Linked DNA regions of Mus musculus: all the other regions are linked to region 3. A link is a contact called in public HiChIP or PLAC-seq and promoter capture Hi-C data. All regions are on one chromosome and are shown on one strand. Each heading gives the region's core, a stretch centred on a gene start, on an enhancer-like site or on the middle of the called end of the contact. The rest is flanking DNA. Distances are from core to core; before and after follow the strand shown. Region 1 overlaps Gng2 (guanine nucleotide binding protein (G protein), gamma 2). Region 2 overlaps Gng2 (guanine nucleotide binding protein (G protein), gamma 2). Region 3 holds the start of Saysd1 (SAYSVFN motif domain containing 1). Region 4 overlaps Gng2 (guanine nucleotide binding protein (G protein), gamma 2). Region 5 has its middle 43 kb from the start of Kcnk5.

Region 1 (5,289 bases), core at 1,454-3,953, 170 kb after region 3:
ATGTGCACTCCCGGCTCTGAGAAGAGTGAGCAGGAGGAAATAGGATGTCTGTCTTAGTTAAGGTTTCTATCATCATTATAAAACATCATGACCAGAAGCAACTTGAGGAGGATAGCGCTTATTTCAATTTACAGTTCCATAGTGTAAAACAGGGCACGAACCCGGAGGCAGGAACCAAAGCAGAGGCTGTGAGGGACGCTGCTCACTGGCTTGCTCCTCATGGCTTGCTCTGTCTACTGTCTTATAGAACCCAGGACCACCTCCCCAGGAAGTGGCACTGCCCAGGGTGAAATGGGCCTTCTCCATCAATTATCAAACAAGACAGTAGCACAGGCTTGCCCACAGGCCAACCTAGTGGGGCATTTTCTCAATTGTGGTTCTGCTTCCAAATGACTCTAGTTTGTGTCACTTGATGTAAAATTAGCCAAATAGTGTCCTTTCTTGTCCTCCCAGTGGCCTTTGGGCTTTCTCTCTGCTAGTGCCACCATTCTACCTTGAAATGATTTCTTTGTGGGTTTGTTTCTGTGTTTGTGTTGTGCTCATGAGCAAGGAATATGTCCTGTTCACTGTCTGGCCCAGGCTCTCAGCATACTGAACCTACGAGTAGATGTACCACCCAAGTCTCTATATGGAAAGAAAGAATACCCCAGAGGGCAGGCAAGGTTTCAGTTGCCCAGTTAGTGTAAGCGAGCCTCCTGGACACTCTGGAAGAATGACATTATGGGAAGGAAGGCTGAAAGCTTAACGCAAACAGACAAAAACAGTCTTCTGACGGCCTTTGCAAACACTGAGAAGTAAGTTAGCCATAAGAACTTACGGCTGCTACGGGCTCCCTCCATGGCGACACCGAAGCTCCTGGAGAACCCTTTTGTGCTGCCTTTCTCCCGCCTCTGTGCCCTCACAGCAACGGCCGTGAGCAGCAGCAGAGCCCACTAGAGGCCTGCTTCGGTTTTAGCAAACCACACCTTCAGGACTTTTCAAAGAACCACTATATACTTTGTCTTGTGTGTCTGTCTGTCTCAGGAATGAAGGGGGCATCTACAATAGTGTTCCTGACTCCAGGGCTTGAAGTTCAAAACTGACTCCGTAGTGTTACAGTGTTCCTTGGGCTGATTTGCTTAATCACAGAGTCGCCTGGATAGAAAGCCCTGCAAGTGACGGGCTGAGTGAGCTTCAGGGCTGTCGCTGTGGCTCAGGCTGTTATAAAGAGCTACTGTAATGGGACCTCTGTCTACTCCAAGCTCTGATTTGGTACCCTAGTGGTGGATGACTGGGGAAAGTCATCCTGACATGGAGCCTCTGGTGTTCTGCTCGCTGCGTATGTGAAATTAAAGGAGGTTGCTTAGGGTCAGCTTCACTAAGCAGCCTTCCAGGGCTCAGAAAATGAGTCTCCATAAATCACATCGTCCCCCAAAGCTCCAGTGGAGTTTGCTCCTTAAGGCAGGACACAGGATGAAGAATACCAGACTCTAGCCATGAACACAGGCTGGGAGCTTGCAACCGAAAGTGAATGAAGGTGGATGGGGTCGATGACATACTCAGGTTCCAACTAGAAGTGGTGCTCAGTTTCCACTCAGCCTCGCTTGGATTCTCATGGAAATATTCACTAGGATAATACTGATGTCACTTGCCACAGGAACACAGGGGACATTGGCATGAGGCGGAGAGGAGAAGCTAGGAGGTTCATTTGTCCGGAAAGCCCTCATCCCAGTATGATAGACAGACAACAGTTTTAATGGGTAATGCGTACCTCTAGAAAGCTTTGCCATGATGATGTTATCTGATTTTATCAGAACATGTTTCTGCCCTCATTTTAATTTCCCCAACAATGAAGCATTTGCCTTTAGAAATTCAGTAAACTCCCTTTCTACCCTCTTCCTATGCAGTGAGCTGAGGGGACCCTGCAAGTGGTCAGGGCAGGCCATTCTCACCGTGGAGAGATGAGAATGAAAACTCGGCTCAGATGGACTCTGTCAGCCCAGATCAAACTTCAGGGAGTCTGATGTCAGGAGGTTTATTCCCAACAAATTTAAACACAATATAATTTGTAAGGAAAGTTTCCTAGTGTAACACAATCCCGATGTGCTACATTAAGGAAGCTTAATTACGTCACTACTCCACTCAGGGTACCTGTCATTTCTTCTAAGAAGATGGGTTTTAGAGATATGCTACTTATACTAGCTTAAGGGTCTTAGGAAGGGTCTGTCCTGATCTTCATCAGACAGATAACATAGAGGTTATTTGGGCTATTAGCCACTTCTGATCCTGGTTGTGGGAGCTTGGACAGCCTCTGGTTATACAGAGAATGTAAAGGTCTCCAGTCTTTGTTGTAAGAGCTTGGGGAGCCCCTGGCTTTAAGTATCATTTAGATTACTAGCCACCTCTAGTGTTGATTGTAGGAACTTGGTAAGCCTAGAGCCAACAAATCACACAGATCACCAGGCAATTAGTCACTTCCAGTTTTCAGCTTTCTGGATGGGAGAATAGGTTTTACATCTTTCCCATTGGAAAGACAATTCTACATGCTTAGCATTCCTGGTTCATCTGGAGATGTACTTGTGCAAGGATCGCTGTGCTATGCTCCCAACAGTGAGCATTTACCTCTGCATACAACCTGGTGCTCCACTCTCAGTCAACTGAATGGCAGCCTGGCGAGGCAGGAATTAGTTTCCATTCTTTTGTATGAACTTCCTGTGGTGTATTTGGTGAATGTACTGTATAAATATGGTCAAAGTACTCTGGTTCCTCTTGGCAAAGTCAGCTCTGCTTACCCAGCCCCATCCTGCCTTAATGAGAAAGGGCCACCATAGCCATGGGGCTTCCTAAGTCCTATCCACAGGAAGCTAAATGGCTCAGGATGTGAGCTCTGACCTTGGCTTTCATTTGTGGAAGAAACAAGTCCTGCTTGCAGGCTGGGCCTTGCCTGGGAAAGGATTCTGGCTTTCTGGAGGCTTCTAGTGTCAGTACTAGTGTTCAGGGTGTGAGGGTCACTTCCAGTCAGTCGTTGATCTTAGTCACATGACCTCCCTATTATTTCTTCAGCCACAAAGTCTGTTTCTATTCTACTTTAGTGGTGTTTCCCCTAAACAGGACAATACAGTATGAGTCCTAGGACATGACCTTTCTTTCTGCTGCTTACCTTTCTAAAAATTAAATAAAATTAACAAGTCCCAGAAGTGCCACAGGAAGCAGACTTCAGATCACCTTCTCTATATTGGTAATGCAAAGCTTAGAGCCAATAGGATACCTTCTTTCTCTTTAGAATTTCATATGTAAGTTCTATCTTCATACCGTTTCCTCTTTCTTCTCCCTCCAACTGCTCCCGTATACCCTGACCCCACCCTTACACCCCTTAAATTCATGGCCTCATATTCTTTAATTATTATTGTTTTACACACACACACTTGCGAGTTTATAAATACAACCTGCTGAGTCTGTTTAGTTTTGCTTGGATGTATCTGTATTTAGAGCTGACGTCTTGAGATTGAATAATCTATCATGGGCCTTGTCCCTGAAGAGGATGACTTCCTCTTGCTCAGCCGTTATTGATTAACCATGGTTCTTTATCTATGGATGGGGTCTGTCCTAGTTTGCTTTCCTTTGGTGTGATAAAGACTGTGACCAAAAGCAACTTGGGGAGGGAAGATTTCCTTTGGTTTGTATGTCCCAATCACAGCCCATCCTTGCGGGAAGTCAAGGCAAGAAGCCGTGGCAGGAAAGGACTGATGCAGAGGCCGCCAGTGGATGGGATACTGCTCACTCGGCTTGATCTTAGGAAGCCCAGGATCCTGTCCAGGCGTGGGACCGCCTACAGTGAACTGGGACCTCTTGCAGCAATCATTCATAAGAAAATGCCACCACAGACTTGCCCACAGAAGATCTGATGGAGACATGTTTCTCAGTTGACGTTCCTTCTTCCCATATGACTGAGGTTGTGTCAACAAACACTAAGCAGCACAGGGTCTTGTGAGATTCACCTCCATCCATGTTGGTTCATCAGATGGTACTGTTGTTTGGGTCTTGTTCAGGCAACCGTACTGCTAAGGTTTCATGGGAGCAGCTTCTCTGTGGTGTCCAGAGGGCACTATCTCTTAGCAGACACCCTAGTTCTCTGGTTCTTACAGTCTTTGCACTCCCCCTTCCAAGATGCTTCCTAAGTCTTAGGTGTAGGAATTGTGTTGTAGACGTATGGATAAGGAATGAGCACTGCACTCTCTGTTCTTTTCTTCATTTTTGACTCATTGTGACTTTCTGGAATGGTCTCTGTGTGTGCAGAGAAGCTCCTCTGATGAGAGATGAGGACACACTTACCTGCTGGTTAATGGGTAACTGTTTAGAATGCAGTTAGAGATTAAGTGGCAATAGTGGATTTTCCTCTGGGACCCATGTCCTCACCAGGCGCTGGTTAGTGGGCTAAGATGGTAAGGACAACCATAATTTCCCTTCTATTGAGCATGCCTCAATTCCAGTTAGGAGGTCATTGATTACCCCCTGGATATAAGTGCCATTACTGCACCTTTCAGGATATCTTGCTGTTCTTCTCATCAACAAGAATCTTGGAAGCTAGCTTCCATTAAGCTTTCTTTGTGGTTAATAAAGTCTCAGAGCAGTAGACCTTTCTAGGCCCATCATCAGATTACTCTTGGACAAAAACTATACATGTGTACCTCATTCATTCATTCATTCATTCATTAATGTGTACTATGACTAGTTACTAAAAATAAACTAGTAATTTATTCACTCATTCTACTGGGAGTCAGGAGCTATTCTAGACTTAGTGATACAGCAGCATGAAGGAGATACTGTTGAAGGAGGCGTGACTAAAGTGAATAGAAAAAGTAGGCCCAACTGAGGCATGAGGAAGTGCAAAGGTCCTAAGACTGTTCTAGAAACAGCAAGTTGATGTTGCCATCATATTGGAATAAAGAGTTGGATCCAGTAGAAAGCCAATAAGCAGGATTCCTGGTCCCTAGTCATTCAGAGCCTGGAGTCCATTGGAAGGACTTAGACCTGTGGCTGTGAGGATGAGTTGTGAGCAAACTGACATCCTGGTGTGTGTGTGTGATGGAGTGGTAGGAGCTGAACTTGGAACCTCACATATGCTAGGTCAGTGGTCTACCATTGAGCTATATCACTATCCCTAGCTCTATTTTTTTTTTTTTAATTTTGAGACAAAGTCTCAAGTTGCCTGAGTTGATCTTGAACTCAAGTTATAGTCCAAGCAGGTCTTGAACTGAAGAAACCCCTGACTTGACCTCTCAAGTAGCTGGGGTTACAGGCCTCACCACC
Region 2 (5,538 bases), core at 668-3,167, 190 kb after region 3:
TGGTGTGTACCAGAATGCTACCAATTCCAGGGCATTTTATAAATTAAATTAAGATGATTTAATATCATATATACGTGTGTGTGTGTGTGTGTGTGTGTGTGTGTGTGTGTGTGTGTGTGTTGCCAGACTAGGTAAACTCTTTGGGGCAGAGCAGAAATGGGAAATCAATGCCTTCAAGTTATACATGATGCTGATTGAGATACAGGTGGCTGGAGAATCAGGCCTGGTTACCAGCAGTGTTTTGAGGTCCACCAGTTGTGAAGAAATGTGTGCGTGGCAGCTTGTGAATTCTCTGATGCAGTCTTCCTCCGTGTTTTCTAGAGTCTCTGAAGACCCCATCCAACGCTCCAATGGCCAGCAACAACACCGCCAGCATAGCACAAGCCAGGAAGCTGGTAGAACAGCTGAAGATGGAAGCCAACATCGACAGGATAAAGGTGAAGATGACGTAATCTGTAGCTCATCTAACTTGACTAAGGAGCAAATGTCTTGCAGCCAACTGCCATTTGATTGGTTTTCTACAGAGATGGGTAATATCAGAAAGAATATGAGAGGGTTCTAACAATTCCACTGATACTAATTTCTCTAAGGTATCTTTGTTTTCTTGAGGATTCTCCAACATCAAATGATGATATGCATTGAAGTGGGGTCCCTATGTTGAGTCAGAAACAATCCAGGCAAGGGTGGCACATGGCCTCAATCTTTATGCTTGGGTGGCAGAAGCAGGTGGATCTCTGAGTTTGAAGCCAGCCTGGTCTACAGAGCGAGTTCCAGGATAGGCAAGGCTACACAGAGAAACCCTGTCTTAAAAAACATAAACAAGCAAACAAATAAATACCACAGCAAAAAGAAATGGGCTTGTGCTGAGTTCCAGCCAAAGCAAAGGGTGGGCACTTGAGACATCAATCCACTAGCCAACTTCCAGACCCAATAAAGATCTTCTCATTTTGGAAGTGCCATTCAGTATCTCAAATTTAGTGCTGATTTTATGAGTCTAATCTGTTTTCTTCATTCATCACTGACAAGTTTTCATCTTTCTATCTTACTGATTTTTTTTTTCACACTTGAGGCTTAGGTAGGCATTTCAGTGAATGAAGTACCTTCCTTCAAACGTCTGGGCTTGAGTTTGGATCTCTAGCATGCCCACACAAAGTCAAATTTGGGTGCCTGCAAGATGGCTCAGTGGTAAAGTTGATCAATAATAAGCCCAGCAATCTGAGTTCAAGTTCCAGAACCCACAGAGTAAAAGGAGAGAGCTGACTCCCTCTGAGTTCCACATGTGCACTGTGGTACACACACACACACACACCCCGCAACACATACCATATACGCAAACACACACATACACACATACTACACATACCACACACACTTACCACATACACACACTCACATACAAACATCACACACATACACACTCATATACACACATACTACATATACACACATCACATACACACACACACACATACATACACACACACACATACACACACACACGAGCGCGCGTGCACGGTAAGGAGGCACCATAAATAAATGATGCAAAAAGAAAACATCCAGATGTGGTAGTGCTCAGAAACAGGCAGGTTTCAAGGACTCAACAACCTGCCAGTTAACAGAAACAGAAAACTCTAGATTCAGTGAGAAACCCTGTTTCAAAACTAAGGTTGTGAGAGATGGAGAACAATATCCAGCATTCACCTCTGGCCTCCACGTGCACATACAAAGTCATTCTTGCTCTCCCTTAAGAGGCCAAGCCGCATGGATGTCTAAGGAAGATCAGTAATCCACTTTTTCTTTCATGCCCCAGATTTCAGTGTTCAGACCCTTGGCGTGTTTTGAATGTAAAGCTAGCCCCACTGTCACTGAATAGACAGCTATTATAAGTTGGATTGCCCAAGTGGTAAATTTCTGTCAGTCACCATAATTTCACTTCCTTAGAAACACTTTAGGAAACGGAACTCAGAAACATATCTCATTGTACTAAAATAAAACTAGAACATTATTCCAAGTGCCTTCTTAAAGACCATGACATTTTTCTACTTTCTCTTCTATACCTTAAAAAGTCCAGATCAGTTAGTGGGTGCACTGGACTGGGCAGTAGGCAAGAAAATGTGGCTCAGGACCCAAGTCCAGCCCACGCTGTTTTTATAAATAAAGTATTATTGAAACACGTGTATACTCATTCACTTACATTCTGTGGGTGGCTCCAGTCACACTCTGGCCATAAAATAGAGGTGTTAACAGAGATCACACAGGCCACAAAACTCCAAATAATGACCCTCTGTCCCTTAACAAAACGAGTCTGCTGGTTAGAGCAGTTGTTCTCTGCCCACTCTATGTTCACATCACTCAAAGGACTCTATAAACAGATCAATTCCCAAAACATGCCAAAAGGAGAGCCAATTAAATCAGGATCTCTTGGGTTTAGGGTTTAGGCATCAGTCTTTTTTTTTTTTTTTTTTTTTTTTAAATCTTCAGTTAATTCCAACATATAGCTACAGTTAAGACCTGCTACCTCAGAGCAAGGCGTATGAACCTCCTCCCTCTGTCTGCCCGGTCCTGGATAGTGAAGAGAGCGCTAATCTACCTTCATAAAGAAGCTAGGCAAATAGCCAGGGCATTTTCCTTTGTAAACTATGACTCCTGGAGGTGGGCCACACCATCGTCCCTCTCTGTTTTCTGCGGTGTTTATTTTTCCTAGCTTGTGAGTGAGACAAGGACTCCTTCCTGTGTGTTTTCTTCCTCTGTCACTCTCTGGCTCCTTCTCCTTCATTGCTTCTTCTTTTTCATTCCTTTACTGGAAAAAAAAATACAGAGACTGGTGAGCATTTTAACCTCTAGGAGAAGGGAGGTGGCCCAGGGACTGCTGTATCAGAGAGAGACACTCATTTCCTTTATGAGGGACCAAGGCTCTCCACCAATCATCATCCTGAGAAACAGGAGTTTTGTTTTATGAAGCTCTGCTGTAACTGGCATACCCACCACTCTTCACAATCACTAGACACTGGTCCTGAAGGAGCACATGCTGAAATGCCCTCTTCCACCAGGTCATTTTTTCCATGCCTGCATCCTTGACTGCAATGGTTCCTGCTTGGTCCCTGCAGTCCAGTTCAGCTTGCATCTGTCAGCTGTCAGTCACCTGTCACACTCCTGCCAAGAAAACTTTCCAGGAGAAAATTTCATTGTGTTCCTTTCCCACAGAGAACTTAATTATTCCATAGATCCCCATTCATTAAATAACAAATCTCAAATGTTCATGGAATCCATGGAGTTCCCTTGCACATCTCTTCAGCTTCATGTCCTTCCTTTTGCCCACAATGTCATATCAACTACCTTTGATTCCCTCGAAAGGAGACTCAAGTGCCTTGAACATCCTCCATTTCTCCCTTTCCACTCTTGATTTACTAATGAAAATGGCACTCCTTGAGAGGCAATCCATGAGGGAGCACTCCATGAGGGAGCACGGACTCCCTAAGGACTCAGGCCAATCAATAGGTTCTCAAAGAAGCGTTCCAGGACCTTCCCTGTGACGTTCAGATGTTTTTCATCTGTTCATTTGTTCATCTATTTGTCTAATACATATTTTAGATTTTCTATGTTGCTGGCACTCATTAGATTTGGAAATGAACAGATAGGATTCATGCCCTCAGTTATGTGAGGGGTAGACATGGACGATACGACCTGCTATCAGAATAAGCAAAAATATCCAGGAAGGATAGTTTCCAAAGATGTCAAAGCTAACCCCTGAGTGTTCTTTGAAGAGACATGAATAAATAGCTTCTGAGAGATGGGGGGTGTGGGGAGCACATGCAAGGCTTAGCCCAATGAACCATGCACGGAGTGGCCACTACCCGAGTGAACTTCGCAGTCGCATCTCTGAGTCCTTCTTGATGTCATCAGACCTTCTGTTGATGGAAATACAGCAGCAGCCTGTACTCTGGCATTTGTTCTGTACCACACAGCCAGCCAGGCATTCTGTGGTGAAATGACAAATTATTTTTAGTTTCTCTGTTGGGTAACACTGTGACTATATTGACACCGTTCTCAGCTAGCTGGTTCAGGGATCCTTCAAGGGCTCTGAGATTTCTAACTGCTTCACTTATTTTTTTAGGCCTGAGCCTTCCAGCAGCAAGAGGGGACTTTTGTTTGCTTGTTTGTTTTTGGCTTTCTAGGCAGGGTTTTTCTGTGTATCGATGACTGTCCTGAAACTTGCTCTGTAGACCAGGCTGACCTTGAATTCACAGAGACCCACCTGCCTCTGTCTCCTGAGTGCTGGGATTAAAGGTGTGCCACCACTGCCTGGTTAAGAGGGGACTTTTTGGACAATGCTAGGCTTTTAATTTTCCATTTATAGATGTTACCTCATCAAACAATAGCTTTATGTGCATCTTGAAGAACCAGCTGTAGCTAAGGTGACCTGAGGAGGACCCTTGGTAAGAGGACTAGGGTGCAGCTACCACTGGAACTCCCAAAGATCCCATAAGCAAGAGGTGTCTTACCCATCAGGTGGCCCCCAGAGTAACCCAGCCTGTTCTGTTGGACCTGAATAACACTTTTTAGTTTGAAACCTTTCTTGTTTTTTTTAACCTTTGTATCGTATGTCCTGGGAGATTCAGACTAATGGAGCCCATATCTGTTCATAAGCCCAGGCATATATAAATGACCTTCCCAGGTGTTCTCTGTTTCCTTGTTAGCATTTCCTTCAAGGATAGGGAGTAAAAGCCAGGGAGTCAAAGCAAAGGCATAGAGAGGGATTGTGAATGGTGATGCTCAGATTTCTAAAGCAGGGAATATACAAAGCCTAATAGAGAAATAAGGGAAAGCTTATCTATCCTTAGAATGCAGGTGGGGGACACATACAGAAGTAGAGGACAGCAGGGTTTCAGGAAGTATCTTGTTATTACCATATTAGGACTCTTCGGGTATCAAACAGAAACCCAAAGCAAACTAACTTAAGCAGAAAGAGGGGATTATTTATACAAGACACAAGGTATCATAGAATACAGGGGCAGAAATGCAGTTGAAGGGTCAGCAATTAAAGGGATGACTGGAGCCACTGGGAACTGGGAGGCTTCCACGATGAGCCATTGCTTCTCCTGCCATTTGTATTTCCTGGGAAGAGTGAATTTCTCAGCTGATTGGTGCATATGACAGATACCAGATGGCCACCCTCAGCTCCCAAGGTAACAGGAAGACTTGGCCATGTTTTTTCCAGTTTCACCGCCTTAGTCTGACATCTCTGGTTAGGAAGAATAAGACATCTCTAACTTTAATCACCTGTGATCAAAATCAAGCTGCAGCATAAAATCCTGATTTCTAGGAATTAAGAATAAAAAAGGAGCCAGGAACTGTTGTAAACTAGGGTGATCTTTGAAAGTGGCCACTCTTAATGTTACAATCAGGAATCTAGAGGTAAGAGGGGGAAAAATCCAAGGCCAGGAACATGAAGAAACTGATTGGTTCTTAAATGGTTAGACTCATAAATTGACCCCCATAACAATTTCAAGATTGCTTATTTCTCTCAAATATTTCTAG
Region 3 (5,675 bases), core at 1,674-4,173:
TATTCTTTGTAGTTCATTCTGATAAAAGTAGACTCTCTTTCAACTTGAATGTGCCCTTTTGACACTGGATATAGGATTGCATTAAGTTTTTCTTTTTTTTGAAACTACATTTTTATCTTTTATTTAAAAGATAGTGACAAGAAAGATATCTGTAGAAGTTCTCTATGGGCACAAACATAAATATACTTATATACATATATACTATATATACATATATAATGTACATTATATACTGTATATAGTACATATACACAGTATATATACTATATTTATACACATATATACATATATGCACACATATATGTATTATAGTATACATAATTCACACACAATTTTTTTTAGGCTCAGGCTTTAAGAGACTATCACTTTCTCTGCTTAAATGGGTTTTTAATCTTGGAACTACTAGTATATTGGAAAGGTTTATGAGTGTTTGCCTATATGTATATACATGCACAATATGTATGCCTGGTGCCTGAGGTCAGAAAAGGATGCTGGATCCTCTACAAGTGGAATTATGGATGGTTATCTATGACCATGTAGGTGTTGGGAATCAAACCCAGGTCCTTTGGAAGAGCAACAAGTGTTATAAACCTCTGAGTCATCTCTCCAGCCCTCCAGGAAACAATTATTTACTCTCCCCCAGGGCTTATTTTTAAAGATTCATTTTTATTTTTAATTCTGTGTCTGTGTATATGCATGGGTACCTGAGGAGGCAAGAGGAGGGCACTGGATTTCCGGGAGCTGGGATTCCAGGTGGCTGTGAGCAGCCTGGTGTGGGTGCTGAGATTCAGGCTCCAGACCTCAACAAAAGCAGCACATTTGCTCTTAACCCCTGAGCCACCTCTTGAGCTCTCTATCCTGCAGTTTCATCTGAAGAGGAAATGAAGTTGGCTTGGCGGGATTTGTTCTTCATGATCCTTTCATCTTTTCTGGTATCTCATCTTTCAACCTCTTCCAAAAAGGACTTAAGTTTACAAAGTACCAAAACAAATTTATAAGAAGAAAGCACAGCAAATAGAAAATGGGTCAGCAAATCAAGACAGAAGATGTCAGCACTTGCCTGGAAAGTCCCGGTTTGCCTCAGCTGATCCTTTTCCCACCCTTCCCTACCCATTCTGTGATCCTTCACGGGCAACCTTGGCTCATCCTGTTATTCCAGCTCCAGGTGCTGGCAAGATGGCCTCTGAATCATCCCTATTGGTTCACTTAGTTCTGCCAGGCCTCCTCTCTTACCCTTCTGAAGGCACCGCATTTACCAGGGACACTGATCACCACAGGCCACAGATGGCCATGCATTATTTCTATGCGCCTTCCCTGTGTGCTCTAAGGTTTTAGTGTTGTCGGGTGACAAATGCAATGAACAAAAAGGATTTGCAGTCTCTAAGGGGAAACAGGCCTATGACTGATGAGAAAGAGATTTTCATAGCTTCTCAACATGACACTGCCATAGAAACTCCACTTTGGGAGTAGGAGAAATGGCTCAGCAGTTAAGAATGCTTCCCCAGCTACTGCCTGGAACTCCAGCTCCAGGGGACTCAACACCCTCTTCTGGTTTCCACAAGCAACTGCACTGACATACAGACCACACACACACACACACACACATTACACAAAAGAACAAACCAAAAAAAAAAAAAAAACCCAAAACCCAAAACAAAAAACCCAAAACAACAAAAAAATCTTTCCAATTAGAATGTAGAAAGCAAAGGTCTTTATTTCATTTGTGATCCCTGCCTCCTGCTCTCAATCCTTAATGTTTGGTGCCGAACTCAACACATAGCCCTAGACAAACATTTGTTAAATGAATATTTTCTAGCTTTTTGACTCGAACTCAGTAGTATCCAACAAGTATTTGAGACTCAATTCTGCAAGTGCTACTTAGCTAAATCCTTGGTACTTAGCTTGGAGCTTTAAAAATCTGTAAAACTGTAAGATCTAAAATTTTAATTTTTGGGTAAATACTAATTGCAAGAAAGGATAAGAACACCCAGAGTTCTAGAAATGTTCTTTACTGGATGGTAGTTACACACTATAGTTACGATTTATAGATTTTATATATTTTTAGTATGTTTTGGTCATATGCATTCTCCTCCTCTAACTCCTCCAACATTGACCCCTCTCGCACCTTGTCCTCTTTTTCACTTTTTAAGAAGTCCACAAATTCCCATTCATGGGTATGGAGCAATCCACCAGGATCTACCAGGGCTTACATGAAACTGACTCTCTACCCCGCCCGAAATCATCACCCATAAGTAGCTCCCCAGTTAGGAGTGGGGGCTTGCGAAGGTTGGGTCGTTTGGTTTTGTGCAGGCAAACACGCTGCTGGGAGTTCAAGAGTGGCCCTGTGATGGCCATAAGACAGTTTCAGTCTGGCTTCCTCCTATCCTTAGCTTTTAAAGTCTTTTGACAACCCCCCCCCCCAGGTTTGTGTATTTAAGTTTTTCCTCAGTAAGTTCGTTTGTTTTACATTTCTTGTCTAGTCAATGCATCTTTCTAGTGTAGCAAGCAAACTAAATGCTAAGAAAATGGAGGTGTGAACACCTTCAGCGAGACTGATAGACTGCAGTAAGAGTTAGAAGGTAGGACGCATCCTGCCTTTCTGACACGGGAAACTTCCCAGAGATCACAGGTCTCCTCCCGCGTCCCGAGACGCTTTTTCTGCGGTGCTGACCACTGGCTTCCCCGCATGCGTTCTTCCCTGAACCTGAGGTGAGGAGCAAACACGTCAGAACTGAGTTCTGCGGCCCGGGCAAGAGCCGGAACATCTGACGGTTCTCATACTTTAAACGCAACCTTTTAGCCGGAGGAGATGGGACACTCAGTTCACTCTCCTCTCGAGAACCGAGGACCGCTCCAGGTACAGGAGGGTCACCAGACGTCACAAAGCCTTGGAAAATTCCGACCCGGGCTCATGCAACGCGCAGGCGCAACAGAGGGCCACGTGCGCAGGCGCACGGCGGCCGAGGACAGGCCTGGACACACACCGGCGAGCGGGCGGCTGCGCACCATGGAACAGCGGTTAGCCGAGTTCCGGGAGGCCCGCAAACGGGCCAGTCTGGTAGCCCAGCCTTCCACGTCCAGTCAGAGCGTACAGACCTCGGGAGCGAAGGCGGAGCCAGCGGCGGCGACCCCAAAGACAGCCACGGGCTGGCTGACACGCTTCCTGAAACGGAAAGCCAACCCCGCCATCGCTCAGGCTCAGCCCAACCAGCCTCAGGTGAGGAGAGAGGCCTGCACCTTGAAGCTCCGCCTCCGCGCGGGGGCCACGCCCCTGCCTGCCCAAGCCACACCCAGGATATCTGGCTCTTCCTTGTCCTGTGCGCTCTCTCCTCGCCTGCCTCGTGGCTGGACACCGCATTTCCGCTCTGTGTATCAGCACATGATACGTGGCCTTGACGTTTTCCATCCCAGACAATCCTATGCAGCAACTAGTTGAAAACAAAGCGAAGCTCTAGGGAGCTTGAAGAAACATCTCTGCTCTCCAGTTGTTCACTGCGAGTTAATGACAGAGATTCGTGGCTTTGAGAAACTGATAAGTTATTTCTCCACTGGTGAAGTAAGCCAATTCAAGCCAGATTAGTATATATATAGGTTTATCGGGAAGCTGCTTTTGTGCCGATGAGTTCACTGGCCCTAGGAAGGAGGCCAGGGAAGTCGCCATGAGAAGGGAGACAGAGGGGAGGGAGAAGAGAAAGAGAGAAGGAAAAGGAAGAAGAGGAAGAGAGAAAACCAACCAAACAAAAAAAAGTCTGGGTTATATAGTAAAGAGCCTGTGGGCTGGAAAGTTCAGGGTTGGGGGTAGGGTATGCTAGGTAGGGACTGAGAGATGCTTGGAGAACCTGGAGGCCAGGTCTGCTTGGTGTGTAAAATATACACCTCAGCACCTTGTCCTGGGGTCTGAAACCACTGAGCTGCATCCACTGCTAGTGAGGGGGTAAAGGCCTTACTGGTTATGGCTCAGAGGTGGCAGTAATTAAGGCTGCACTTTATTCACACCTTGGGTAGAGGAAGCCAGTGTCTCGGGTAGCTTGTACTTTAGAAATGGGATTTGGACCAGGAAACAAAAAGAGGTTTGAGACTATGGCCATACTGTTCTGAATGCAGCTTGATTTCTGAAGCTAAGCAAGGTCTGGCCTGTGCAAAACGGGGTTTGACTATGGAAGTGTGGCCACTGTAACTGCCTAGAGTGATGTGCATGGGCTTATAGGCCCCTCTTGGACTAGAGAAGGGTATTCAAGTTCAACTGTGAGTGATCTAGGTAGAAATAATTTGGACAAGTATGATAGCCCATTCGAATCTCATTGTGGCTTCATATAGTTCCACACAGGAGTATCCTGGCAAAGGTACTTGCCTGTGAGGTTGGAATCCCTGGGTGGAAATATGAAACACTCCAAGGAGGAAATTTGTGTCCTGGTTTGGTTTTTGTTATTTTGATAAACACCATAACCAAAGCCATGTGGGGAGGAAGGGGCTTATTTTAGCTTACAGGCCATGGACTTGCCTACTGGCACTCTCATTTCTCAATTGAGATTCCCTCTTCCCAGAAGACTCTAGTTTGGGTCAAATTGACAAGAAATGAACCAGCACACTACGCTTTTCAGCAGTCACAGGGCCTTAGTTTCTTGTAACCATAACAAGAGCCAAATACATACATAGGGCTGGGTCTGTAAGAAGTCAAATGAGGAAAACAGAGAATAGACCCAGTCTGACCTCTACACAAAGCAGACTTTTATTGCTCTGAGAGGCTGGCACACCCAAACCCTGCTGATCAGTACCTGAGGGTACAGGAGAACGTGCCATGTAGGATCAGGGACTGGGAGAGCATGGCTTTGCCAGACCCAGAAACTGCTTTTCTGGGTAAACTGCTTTTTGAAATAAGTGTGGGGGATGAATCTGTTTGTTTAACCTCTGGGCAGCAGGTGAAAGATAAGTCAGTTTGCCTTTTTTGGTTTACCTCCAGAGTTCCAGTACATGTTAATGGGGGTGGACTGCTTTCTGGAGAATATGGGTGGCAGGCATTTTGGAGTCTTTGCCCTGTTTTATGGCCTTGTCTAGGGGTGGGGATTTCCTTAGTAAGGAAGGACTGTAATCCTAGCTCCTTAGGAGGCTATGGCAGGGGATTGTGAATTCAAGGCTCGACTTTGACCCTGTTTCAAAATTTAAAAGAAAGTTTTAAGAGCTGGAGTCGTAGATCAGGGCCAGAGTTGTTCTTTTGCATGTATGATGTACTGGGTTTGATCTCCAGCACCGCCAAAAAGGTAATGGGAACATGAACAAACAAGTGCAGGGGTATAAATCAGTGGCAAAGGACTTGACTAACATGTTCACTTCCCTAGGTTCCATCCTCAGGACTGCCTCCCAATAAGATGGCTGAGTAGTGGTGCATGCCTGTAATCATAGCACTTAGGAGTCTGAGGGAGGCAGGTTGTGAACTTGAAGCTGGACTGCTACATAAGGAAGAAACCATGTTGAAAACAAAGACCCCACTCTACCCCCAAATCACGTTATACCAGAATGGCTAATCTTGCTCACATTAAAATCATTTAAGTTGATCTATTACATGAGGGGGTCCCTGCTCCCTGCAGGTTTCAAGGAACCACAAAGAGGTGAGAATGAAAACTTGATTCAGATTGATTTCATTGACCTGGAGCAGACTTCAGAGAGTCTGATGCCAG
Region 4 (5,797 bases), core at 1,638-4,137, 140 kb after region 3:
AGGCTTCCTGCCTTTTCAAACTGTCGTCCTTGAGCTGGGAATTCATTGCCTCCTTTAACGCCCCTTTAGCTCTCCCTGTGTCATGCTGCAGGATGACCACCACTCGCTACTGTGGTGACTGCAAGTACAGCCCCCCACCCCCTTCCGCCCCAGGTCTAACTCAGTAAGCTTGCGTTTCTGTGTAAACTGTGCTCACAGTTTACAGGGGAGAAAAGTCTCCTCTCACTTTCCTTGAGAAAATCTTACTCGCCAAGGTTGAACTTTGATGCCTTTTACTGTAAACCTGAAGGTGAGTCCAAGGTGCTGCCAACCTAAGAGGAGCGCAAACCCAGCATGCCTCTGCTCAGAAATTTTGCCTTTGCTTTTTTGCTGTAATTTGACAAGTTTTGTTTTTCCAAGGTGACTTGAAAACCTTTATAGTGGTGCGTGCCTTTTGTTACTGTTTTCTGTTTCTTTTCCAACCTCGGGCACCCTTGGAAACAATATTGCACAACCTTTCATTCTATCTTGGCCCTGGAAGGCAAGGTGCCACAGTGTGTGTCTCTAGGTCTTATTCTAGTCATCCATAGAGTGAAAGTCACAGGAAGAGTGCCTGGAAGAGGAAGGCGGGAAGGCGGGAAGGCGGGAAGGTGGGCTGTGTGGCTTGAGCAGAGAGACATGAAGATGGATATTATTAGGATTTGTGTCCTCTTGAAATCTGTGGTGGCTGAGAATATTTTTATGTTTTAATTAGTCATTTGCATTTCTTCTTTTGTGGGCTGTCATTTCTTACCTTTTGTCTGTGTTTCTACAAGGTTGTCTGACTCCATTTGCATTGAGTTTTAGTTGGGTGATGATCATACTTTGCCCCATTTAATACAGTTATCTACTTCCCTGACCACCACTGCTCTTTAGTTTAGTTATAATGATTTTCTTTTTGTTTTTATCTTTAGTCACATGTCTATTTTGTGTGGCTTCTTCATTTCTTGCCTCGCACAGGGACTTTTCCTTCATCCAGAGTAATTAAATATAGATTCCTTATTTTTCTCCAGATATTTTAAAGTAATATTTCCATATGCATGTATTATGCAATATGTTACTATAGTATGCTTAAGGTTATGCCGCTATGGGCTCCGGCCAGTGTCACAGTGCTTGTCAGGGATGCTTGAAGCTGCCTGTGAGCAAGAATGATATTTTTTTCGGTTCTCAAACAGCCACAGTTTTGCTAAAAGCAATCTGAATAGAGGAGATGAATTATTATACTTAAGTGTAAATGCTCCTTGAAGCAGAATCTTATCTGTTGGTTAGAAGCTCATTTTCTGACAAACCTGCAGGATGTACACTGCTGTTAGATAAGGACTATCATTTATTGAAGGAATTTTGTTATCATGCAAAGCAATCTATAGTTGTTTTATATGCGCTCATTACTAAAGGCTGGAATTTGTAAGTAGAACATGGTTACTTCTGAGACACTAATGGCCTAAGGGTGTGGATGACATTCCTTGGGCTATTAAAGCCAACAGAATCCAACAAATACCCCATATTAACGTACACTCAGCCTTCAGAGTCTGAGAGGACATTTCCAAAATATACACTTCATTTTTAAAATCCATGACTCCAGAGAACAGAAGAATAGGGAAAGGAGACCAGTGAACTTTAGAGTGATCTGATTTGAAATCACTAAAAAGTCTCAATGAAAATTAACAGGCTATAAAACCCCACCATCTGAATAACAGTCTACGTGAGAGAGGAGAGAGAGAGAGAGAGAGAGAGAGAGAGAGAGAGAGAGAGAGAGAGAGAGAGAGAACAAAAAGAAAGCTATGTTGTAGAAAATCACAATGTAACAATTGAGGATTTTTTTTAGAAATAACAAAGGGACTGCATGGTTATATGGAGAACTAATTAGACTCGCTAATTAATTAGGTAAGCATGTTTATTAATCATAGGATCAAATAAGTTAGATGGCTTAAATAAGCTCTAAAAAAATCCAGATCAAGTTGATCCATTCCTATAGTGAGACATAGTTGGTTTTTTTTTGTTGTTGTTTTTGTTTTTAACTTTTTTCAAATATAGATTCTTAACTTTAAAATAATGGTAGGGCATGTTAATACTTGAGCCAATAAAACAGATAATTTTTTAAAAACCCAATAACTTAATAGATAGTCTTCCTAGGATTCATTAAAGACATGACATATGCATGTAAATTAGCATCCAAGGGAAGATGCTGAAGCTGGACTGGTAACATTTCAAACTCCAGTGTGGAAGAAACCCTGAAACCTCTGCAAAGTAAGGCCAGATGACATTCCAAATACTTCTTTTCCAGTGCAGCCACTGTTAGGACCATGAGCCCCCCAAGGCATTGATATTAACATCTGCAATTGTACTTTTAGGAAACTAAATTTCCAAGCAAGATGGCTATTCATTTGGGGAAACTCGAGAAAGATTTCAACATATCCCACCCACCCTAAGTAGTCATTGACTTGCACTCAGGTTCCACACAGCTGCTGCTCCACACCGGGGCCTCTGGTCAGGTCCTCCTCTCAGGGACAGTAACCAGGGTCAGATGACAGTTGCTCCAACAGAGTCGCCCTGAGGGTGAGGTGGTCTCATGGGCTTCTTATGGGCTTCTTCATCCTCACTCAATAAAAGTGAAAGATGCAAGTCATGTGAAACAAAGTGAGAGAGAAAGAGAGAGAGAGAGAGAGAGAGAGAGAGAGAGAGAGAGAGAGATTAAAGCAACAGCTCCCACAGAAACCTGATGGGAGAAGCACAATAGCCACAAAGGGCCAGGCAAAGTCCTTTGTCTGAATTAAAAATAACTAAAAACGGTTTGATGTGAACTGACTGCAAATGCTTCATTCACTGTAGAAGGCCCACGCTCCTAATGAGGCCTATCTCTGCTGCCTGTCACCAGCCCTGCCATCTCTGCAGTCAGCAGCAGCACTTTGCCAAGGTCAACTCTCCCCCTATACGCTCCTGCTGCAAAACCTTAGGGAACTGGCAGAGATAAGATAGGTTGAGCGAGTGACCACTACCTCCTAAAGACATTCTGAAGGAAATGAGGAGAGATGGGGGCAGAGGGAAGGGAGTGTAGCTGTGTCCAGACTTTCCTGACCAGGTCTTTGCTGAGCTGTCTGTAAACATATCTCTTCTATGGAAGAGACCTCCAAGAACACACTGATTGCCAAGGAATGAGGCTTGCGCTTTGAATGCCGCTCTTCTCTGTGCCACACAAGTCTGGTCCTGACCCATCTGGCAAAAGTGAGTTTGCAACAGGGAAGTTTGGAAGAGGTAGCCCGACCAATCCATTCCTGCCCTGCAGCTCCTGACTGGAGCATCACAAATTCTGGACAGCCCCTCCTTTGAGGCTTATATTAATTATCTTGTTTTTTTTTTTAATTTAGATGTATATTTTATGTATATGAGTATTTTGCTTGCATGTATATCTATGTGCCATGTGCATTTCTGGTGCTCATAGATGTCACAGAGTTGTGTGTCAGATCCCCTGGAACTGGAGTTCTGGACAGTGTGAGCTTCCATGTGCATGCTGGGAGTAGAACCTGGGTCCTTTGCAAGAACAAATGCTCTTAACCACAAGCTATCTCTCTAGCCCCAATTAGCTTAATTTTGTTGCCATGAGAAGTAAAATCTCCCCCAAAACATAAAAAAAAAAACCATAACAATGAAGCCTCTTTTTGAACATATTGAAAATTTTAGAAAGTGCTGAGAGATCAGAAGTTATATATGCTAAATTATATAACCCATAGTTCATCTCTTCCCAAAATAATGTTGATTTAAAACAACAACAATATTTATAATTCTTCTGTCATGGCCAAACAACTCTAAAGGGAGAAATGTATTGCTTGCAAATGTTTTATTCTTCATTCCTGTCTTAATTTGAATAAGGATAACTGTTAATGGGGCAGAGGGGAGAAAGGGTGGACACGCTGAAGAGCTCTTGGGGACAAATGCAGTCCTCCCAGCAATCTGCATGCTATTTTATTAATTTCTTCAGCGGCCGGCCCTGAGGGAGACATTGTTGCAGCTATTCCCTAGGCTCAGGCTCTTTATCTTTCTTCCGAACTTGCAGCCACTGAACCTATTTTTATCTTTCTATTCCACCACCAAGTTAATTAATATGAACCAATTTAACAATTTCAATAGAAATACTGATAGAAAGGATACTGTCTAAATGATAACAAACTCACTTTAAAATTAGTCGATAAGAATTAATTTCTGAAACAGCTCATGGAAGTCGAGGAAGATTAAACACACTCGTCTTTAAAGTCCATTGTAGAATGCCACAATTCAAAATGGTGTGCGGTAGATAGAGTTACAGATAGAAATGTAGATTATCATACAAAACCAAGGGCTGGAGAACAGAGCTTCAGACACTTAGGATTTAATATGCAATGCTGCATTTGTCGTTGGCAGGGAAAGTTATTCATTGTTTCTCTAAGTTGAAAGATTTTGTCTGCATCTGAAAAAAGTAATAAATCCTGCTGCTTGCTGGCCAGTGAGCTGTGTGTAGGATGCATGGGGTACGACGTGTGTGTAAATGCACACTTTGTGTGTGTGTATACATTCATGAAGGGATTGTGTATGTGTGCTTCTGTTGGGATATCCTTGCTGCAGTTTCTGAGACATCTGCCATTCTTCTCAGGTTTATGTTTTTATATAGACCTGGACCCTTTGACATCTAATATTGTGAATCCTGCTTTCTAGTCCTCCCCTATCAGGGAATCTTAAAGTTTAGCATGTAGCAAACCACTCCAGTCCTGTTGGCTAGTTCAGAAGCTGTGCTTCTGTGAGTCTGGGATGGGGCCAGAAGCTTCGCCTTTCTAGCAAGTACCAGACACAGTGGCCTTCCTAAGTGAGTATACCACTGGAGACTGAGCACTTAGGAGTTTTTATATTAGTCGAAAAGCTTGTGTTTTATAGAGTAATTTGGACTCTTTAGATCTAATAATTTTTTTAAAAAGAGTCTGGTTTTTGATGAATATTTTGTTTCATTTTTCCAGTTATGTATTGTAATTATTGGATTTTATAATAGCACCAGACTTCATAGCATTGGAAATTAAAAACAAACACATAGTGGCTAGAGAGATGACTCAGCCATTAAGAGTGCTTCCTGTTGTTACAGAAGATCTGTATTCAGTTCCAAGCACCTGCCTCAGATAGCCCACAGGAGATCTGACGCCCCCTGCTGGTTTTACATTTACACACACACACACACACACACACACACACACACACACACAGCTTTTAAAAAAATAGATGAATAAATAAAACCATATCTTCTCTGTGGATTATTCACTGTGGTTTCTCTTGGAAGAGGCATATGGTATGGGGCAGAGCACAGCAGACAAGCTCTAATATATGACCTAATAGAAGAAGTAGAGATTTCATTACAACATAGATACAGCAGGTCCCTAGAACACAGGAACATAGGACCACATGGCGCTGCTAATTTACATGTTTATCATGAAAAACTAAACTCCCATCTTTAGGATTACTCATATCAAGTTCCTGATGGCAAAACTCACTGGTACCAAGATAATATTTAATGAGATTGGAAATGGAAGGGAAGAGAAGGACTTTATGGCTTCTGTGTTTATGACAGCAGGTGGTGATATATATTACCTGGTATCTACCTAGTACATATGCCCCACAGCCCCCTGGTCATTCTCTACATAGACGGACATCTTTTCTTTTGAAATTTTGGTGTGTGTGTGTGTGTGTGTGTGTGTGTGTGTACATATGTACATGAGACAAATGTCACACACATATATAATAGAACATGACAAATATTTAGTTA
Region 5 (5,319 bases), core at 1,261-3,760, 140 kb before region 3:
GAATGTCCATGCACTTTGGTCAGCCTTTGCACTGTAGCAGGAACTAGTGATCAGCATGCTTAGCAAAAACTCAATAAAGAACAGGGCACTGAGGGAAACGTAGATGTGGGAGGGGAACTGGGGGTCAGAAAGGAATAACTGGGGAACATACTGGGCTTGGGGCCAAGAGCAGGCATTTTAAAAAATACCGGCAAAAAAAAATAAAAAAAAAAAATAAATAAATAAAATAAAAAATACCGGCAACGGAGAGGCAGGACAGTTTGACAGCAGCTAGAGACTCAGGGGAACAGTGAGCTCCAATAAAATCTTTATCAGACTTTCCCTCCCTGAGGTGAACAGTTGGACCTGGAGTTACTGCAGAGACCTGTCCCCAGGCGGAGGGTACTCTGAGCTGTACTGGTTGCCTTGGAAACATGAGCACCTGAGTTTAATCTCTAGAACCAATGTAAAAAAGCTGAGCACTGGAGCCCACACCTGTGATCCCAGCACTGAAGAGGCAGAGACAGGCGGGTTGTTGGGGCTCCATGGCCAGGTTAGTGAGTGTGCTGGACTCAAAACTCAGGCGTGGGATGGCACTGGGGTTGTCCCCTGACCTCAGGGTGCCGTTGGTGCACTGACCTCAGCGTGCAGTCAGTGCACTGACCTCAGGGTGCAGCCGGTGCAAACACACACACACACACACACACACACACACACACACACACACACACACACGAGCATGTACACATACTCACACTCAAGAATAAAGAAAGACACATGAGAAGTGTCACTGAGCATCTGGCTCGAGTGTTTGAGACTCCACAGCCAGCAGCAGGAATTCCTGATCTCTGTGAAAGTGTTCCGACCTCAACCCCAAGGTAATTGAACTTGTGTCTTTTTGTTTTCTTTAATTTTTGTTGACGTCATCCACTTGTCTCTCTATCCACCTGTAATATGGAGCCAAGAGCTTGAAGCCAGAGAAAACAAACCAACAAACTATAAAGAAGAGATGTTTAAATCGGTATTATTTTATTTCCTGAGTGAACTCTATCTTTCTCTCCCTCCCTCTTTCTGATATTTTTTTTTTCCTTTTTCCTTGGGAAAGTCACAGTTTTCCCACCTTGACCTTCCAAGTATTGAAATCACAGGCATGAACCACACGGAAGTCTCCCGGCTGCGAAGCACCTTGGGCACTCAGGAAAACAGGTCTATGGACCGGATAGGTCCAGTTACAAGCGCATTTGCATGTATTAATCCTATGCTTATTTACCTTGAAACCAGGTCCAAACACTCATAATTCTAGAGGACAGGCAGCCCTCCAAATCCCAGGTACCCCAGAGCCCTCCCCAAGACTGGGAGCTCTGGATTCTTGATGTGTTCTGCTCCATCCCTGGGCCTCTCTCCACACAGCTGCCTTTGTGTAGACTCAAAAGCAGAGTCCGAAGTCTGAACAATAGTCTCAAAAGGACCCTGCATGCGCAGCTTCTGTCTGCATCAGATCCACTTAATGGCTGTTCAGCCATTACCACAAAAGCTCCTTGGGCCCCATTGACACCATGCTCCCATGGGTTTCCCTGCACTGATTAAGGACTTAGACTGTTATTAATAGAAGCCGGCTGCTTGGGAGGCTGGGAATTTCACAGGGTTCAGGCCTGCTTGGGTAACACAGATCCCCTCTTCTGAGAACTGACAAACAGACCCTGACACTCGCTCAGGTACTTTCCTCATTCCTTCCTGTGTTGTTTAATTTTCATAGGCACATCCCCTCGGATGTTCCAAGATTCTAATTTACAGACAGGGAAACTGAGTCACAGGGATGTAAGCTGATTTGCTTAAGGCTATCTGGCAAGACAGTTAACAAGCCATCAGTCTCCCTATTCCCCAATTCTGTAATGTCCAAGGACAGACAGGCTTAGCTGTCAGTACCAGGCAGTGGATTGTTCAGCCTACAGTAGCCAGTGTTACTTACTGCAAAAGGTCCATCCATCCTGCAATGACTCTGAGTCACCTTTGTGCCACTGAATGCTGCCTTCCAGAAGACTTTTAAGATCTCTAAGGCCTCTACTGAAAGCAATCACTTTTCATTGCAGGTGCAAATAGAGTCACTATGGAAACCATCAGTATAGCACTACAGAGAGAAGCAGGGAAGGGGCCAAAGGATGAAATGCAAAGAGGTCCTTACACGTTCCTCACATTGGACACAACCTTAGTTATATTCTATGACCTGGGACCCTCAGTCTCCTCACCCTGTCCCAGTCTGAGGCTCAAAAGATGTACACACATATACACATACACACACACACACACACACACACACACACACCTACCACCACCACCTACTTGCCAGCTTGTTCCTTCTCTGAAGGATTAATATATGCAAATAAGCTGGAAGTTTCCTCAAACCTGTTTTTCCATGGGCGACCAAAAAGTTTGGCTTATCTCCACGTCTGCCGAATTCTGTGAACCTACCCTGTGCCAAGTTTCAGCTGGGGAGCAGGAAGAGATCAGAGTCTGTCCTCTCTGTTCGGCCCTGTGGGCAAGGGTCAAGACGCCTGTGTAGATCAGGCCCTACTGCTCTGTGTCCTCATAGCGGAAAGGGAGGCACACCCGCACGAGGAAGCGAGGGGCTCCTGAGGGGGCTGGAGGAGTTTTAAAGAAGCTACAGGTGGGGCACTGTGGTAAAGTGTCTGCCTAGCTTGCACACAGCCTTGGGTTCCATCCTTAGCTCCAGAAAAAAGGCTCCAGGGGATGGGGGTGAAGGCTTTTGGTGCCTTGGTAGGCCCACACCCCAGAGGCAAGAAAGGAAAAGTGCATCTGGTGGCCCAGTGGCATCTGCTGGGACTTTGCCACATAACCGGAGATGGGCGAGAGACTGAGATCGGCTTGTACAATCTCGGGCTGGGCAGCTGGGCTCTCAGCCAGGAAAAAAAAAATCTGCTTCTTTGAGAACAAGAGGGTGGAGAGAGGGAGAGAGACAAAGAGGAGGAAAGAGAGAGAGACAGATACACAGACACACAGAGAGACACAGAGACAGAGAGAGTAACAGAAGCAGAGACAAAGAGAGATGGAGACAGAGAGAGTCAGAGGAAAATAGATGATGAAGAAAACCCAAGAGCCAAGAACTTGTGTTTTGAGGAAGGAGCCTTTTAGACAGGAACAGGGAGTGAAAAGTGGGAATTAAGAGCTGAAGGTAGCTGGGCATGGTGGTGCGCACCTTTAATCCCAGCACTTGGGAGGCAGGCAGATTTCAGAGTTCGAGGCCAGCCTGGTCTACAAAGTGAGTTCCAGGATAGCCAGAGCTGCACAGAGAAACCCTGTCCCGAAAAACCAAAAAAAAAAAAAAAAAAAAGGAGCTGAAGGTAGGGGCCACAGGGCTGACCTGCTGTGAGCTACAGGCAGAAGCCATTGGATGAGAGAGAGCTGGTAATGTTTAGATGGCTCTTTGCAGAGTGTCCCAGGACTCTCTCTCTCTCTCTCTCCTGTTCAGTTCTTCACCATGCGGGAGGAGCCCTATTGGTCCCTCCAGAGAGGCAGCCTTTCAGCTCCTTGTTTGGCTTCCTGTGCTGGGTGGGAGAAGCAACAGGCAGAGCTTTGCCATGAGTTCTTCTCCCAGCCCCACTCACTACACAGACTGAGTTCCAGATAAAAGCCAAAGCAATTCCTCAGAATGCCCAGCTCTTCCCTGCCCTCCAGTCCCAGAAGATGTCATGCCACCCACCGGCAACACCTGGGCCAGTGTCTTAGTTCCTGCCCTTCCAGTGTGGTGCTATCTGCCCAGCTCACACCAGATGCCCACTTCCTTCTCTGGGCTTCCGGGAGTGACTCAGGTAGGTATTGTGTTCTTGTTTATCTCCCTGCCACGTCCTTCTCCCACGGATGGTTTAAGTTCCACGGATCTCAGATCCTGAAGGAGCTAGGCCTGAACTTGACCACAGCAGGTGCTTGGATGGCTGTGACATTAAAGGAGACCTTTGCCTCCTTACCAGCCTTTTAGTCAGCCTGGCTCAGCCTAGGCCTTGTGAGGAGTTTGACTGTCAAGTGGCTACTGAGTTTCTGTTTCTCAGAATCAAAACTCCCTGTTGGCCATGAGTTTCATGACCCACCCTGGTTTTCCTGATCTCTACACTGTAGATCTTACCCTCCAGAGTCCCAAGCTTAAGCAGGGACTAAAAGCACATGGCACACAGCTCTCCTCTACTTATCTCCCCCATCACTACCCCTTCACCTGTGAATGGAAACCCTCCTAGTACCAAAGGCTGTAGATTAACCCCTGTCCTGTGTGAATTTGATATGAGATGCCTCACAGTAGTCTTCAATGCAGTGCTATTTCTTTAATTCAACATAGTTTTGAGTGGCTTCCTAATTATCACTCATACTCACCCTTTTCTTGCTTTCCTTTTGTTTTTGGTTTGGGGGTAGTGGTGGTTAGGGTGGAGAGTATTTGTTTTAGAGACAGGGCTTCACAGTGTAAACCAGGCTAGCTTGGAACTCAGGATTCTCCTAACCTCAACCTCCTGAGAGCTGGGATTACAGATATGAGAAACAAGACCCTTATGCTGTAATAAATAAAAAAGACTAGGGAATCCAGGCCAGTCCAAGCTACCTAGTAAGACCCTGCCTCAAAAAGAAGAAGGAAAAAAGATTAGGGAAAGTGAAGCAGATTTAAACATACAAGTCTACAGAAAGGATGTTCGCATAAAGAATAGGTAAAAATGTCTGATTTGCTGGTTTGGTGCAAGCCTGAGATTTTTAAAATCCCCGATCTTGAGAGGTTCTTGACTTTTTTTTTTCTATAGGCTGAAGGCTTTAGAGAGTCACAGTCTTGGAGTTTTTCTGGAAAGCCCCCTTCCCAAGTTTTCCATCCTATTAGTTCAAGATGCAAAGCCTTGTCTAATGAAGATTCCAGGCCTTGGGGTTGCCTCCCTTTCTAATCTTGTGTATCGGACTGTCTGTAACTTCTCAGCTCTCAGAGTTCTGAGACAAGCTTGCTCCAGCACCAGCTCAGGAGAGAGGCCCAGCATCCCCTGGTCACCTGTAATAAGCTCTAAGAACACTTCCTACTGAAAATGGAGCATTGTGATTTGTCTCTTATGCAGGCAGGTATCATCATGTCTCGGCTATATCCATTTTTCTCCCCATTGCTGTATAATAGGAGTATGTCTTCATTCCAGTGTCTCCCTCCCAAACTTGCACTCCCAAGAGCTTGTAAGTGAACATGGTCAGCAGGTCATGAGTGAGAGCAGCTTAGGAACACCACGTCTCCAACATGCAAGTACTCACTCACCTTCAGAAGTTTCCAGATGCTTGCCCCCTTGGCTGCACACTTTTAATGTCCATTTA

The links. Promoter capture Hi-C pulls out the DNA fragments that hold promoters and counts their contacts. HiChIP or PLAC-seq counts read pairs in DNA pulled down with a chosen protein or histone mark.
Region 1: an H3K4me3 HiChIP or PLAC-seq map of bone marrow-derived macrophages shows a contact between it and region 3, with 4 times the contacts expected there. The contact joins the enhancer-like site here to the promoter of Saysd1 in region 3. A contact is called at or near these places in 14 of 39 promoter capture datasets (the C10 cell line, the HPC-7 cell line, HPC-7-derived erythroid cells and 10 more), 1 of 15 datasets of contacts at CTCF or cohesin (CD8 T cells), 2 of 484 Hi-C or Micro-C datasets (the G1E-ER4 cell line and neural stem cells), 10 of 115 datasets of contacts at active chromatin or transcription factors (astrocytes, bone marrow-derived dendritic cells, bone marrow-derived macrophages and 5 more) and 2 of 9 other capture datasets (liver and macrophages).
Region 2: an H3K4me3 HiChIP or PLAC-seq map of bone marrow-derived macrophages shows a contact between it and region 3, with 2.3 times the contacts expected there. The contact joins the enhancer-like site here to the promoter of Saysd1 in region 3. A contact is called at or near these places in 5 of 39 promoter capture datasets (the C10 cell line, cranial neural crest, embryonic stem cells and 2 more), 1 of 15 datasets of contacts at CTCF or cohesin (CD8 T cells), 1 of 484 Hi-C or Micro-C datasets (bone marrow-derived macrophages), 6 of 115 datasets of contacts at active chromatin or transcription factors (bone marrow-derived dendritic cells, bone marrow-derived macrophages, cardiomyocytes and 3 more) and 3 of 9 other capture datasets (adipose tissue, liver and macrophages).
Region 4: an H3K4me3 HiChIP or PLAC-seq map of embryonic forebrain shows a contact between it and region 3, with 5 times the contacts expected there. The contact joins the enhancer-like site here to the promoter of Saysd1 in region 3. A contact is called at or near these places in 14 of 39 promoter capture datasets (the C10 cell line, the HPC-7 cell line, cranial neural crest and 7 more), 2 of 484 Hi-C or Micro-C datasets (embryonic stem cells and trophoblast stem cells), 6 of 115 datasets of contacts at active chromatin or transcription factors (bone marrow-derived dendritic cells, embryonic forebrain, embryonic stem cells and 1 more) and 3 of 9 other capture datasets (adipose tissue, liver and macrophages).
Region 5: a promoter capture Hi-C map of liver shows a contact between it and region 3. The contact joins the enhancer-like site here to the promoter of Saysd1 in region 3. A contact is called at or near these places in 10 of 39 promoter capture datasets (the 3T3-L1 cell line, the HPC-7 cell line, HPC-7-derived erythroid cells and 5 more), 3 of 484 Hi-C or Micro-C datasets (embryonic stem cells and liver), 13 of 115 datasets of contacts at active chromatin or transcription factors (bone marrow-derived dendritic cells, differentiating embryonic stem cells, embryonic stem cells and 3 more) and 2 of 9 other capture datasets (adipose tissue and pancreatic islet).

The regions. Positions count from the first base shown.
Region 1 is chr14:19,913,800-19,919,088 of GRCm38.p6, reverse strand. The region is part of intron 2 of Gng2 (guanine nucleotide binding protein (G protein), gamma 2); the gene reads left to right. Among named protein-coding and RNA genes, the nearest start is that of Gng2, 61 kb to the left of the region's middle. Within about 2 kb of position 2,703, at least 15 of the 459 cell types and tissues checked have an H3K27ac peak or open chromatin away from gene starts, as enhancers often do. A contact at or near this core is called in the G1E-ER4 cell line and bone marrow-derived macrophages, where this site is marked.
Region 2 is chr14:19,886,185-19,891,722 of GRCm38.p6, reverse strand. It overlaps Gng2 (guanine nucleotide binding protein (G protein), gamma 2), which reads left to right. Exons shown (of 4, transcript NM_010315.4): 3 at 322-437. The coding sequence starts at 351. Among named protein-coding and RNA genes, the nearest start is that of D14Ertd670e, 50 kb to the right of the region's middle. Within about 2 kb of position 1,917, at least 5 of the 459 cell types and tissues checked have an H3K27ac peak or open chromatin away from gene starts, as enhancers often do. A contact at or near this core is called in bone marrow-derived macrophages, where this site is marked.
Region 3 is chr14:20,080,420-20,086,094 of GRCm38.p6, reverse strand. It overlaps Saysd1 (SAYSVFN motif domain containing 1), which reads left to right and starts at 2,923. Exons shown (of 2, transcript NM_026209.1): 1 at 2,923-3,217. The coding sequence starts at 3,008.
Region 4 is chr14:19,939,626-19,945,422 of GRCm38.p6, reverse strand. All of the region lies in intron 2 of Gng2 (guanine nucleotide binding protein (G protein), gamma 2), which reads left to right. Among named protein-coding and RNA genes, the nearest start is that of Gng2, 35 kb to the left of the region's middle. Within about 2 kb of position 2,887, at least 20 of the 459 cell types and tissues checked have an H3K27ac peak or open chromatin away from gene starts, as enhancers often do. A contact at or near this core is called in embryonic forebrain, where this site is marked.
Region 5 is chr14:20,221,897-20,227,215 of GRCm38.p6, reverse strand. No RefSeq gene overlaps it. Among named protein-coding and RNA genes, the nearest start is that of Kcnk5, 43 kb to the right of the region's middle. Within about 2 kb of position 2,510, at least 56 of the 459 cell types and tissues checked have an H3K27ac peak or open chromatin away from gene starts, as enhancers often do. A contact at or near this core is called in adipose tissue and liver, where this site is marked.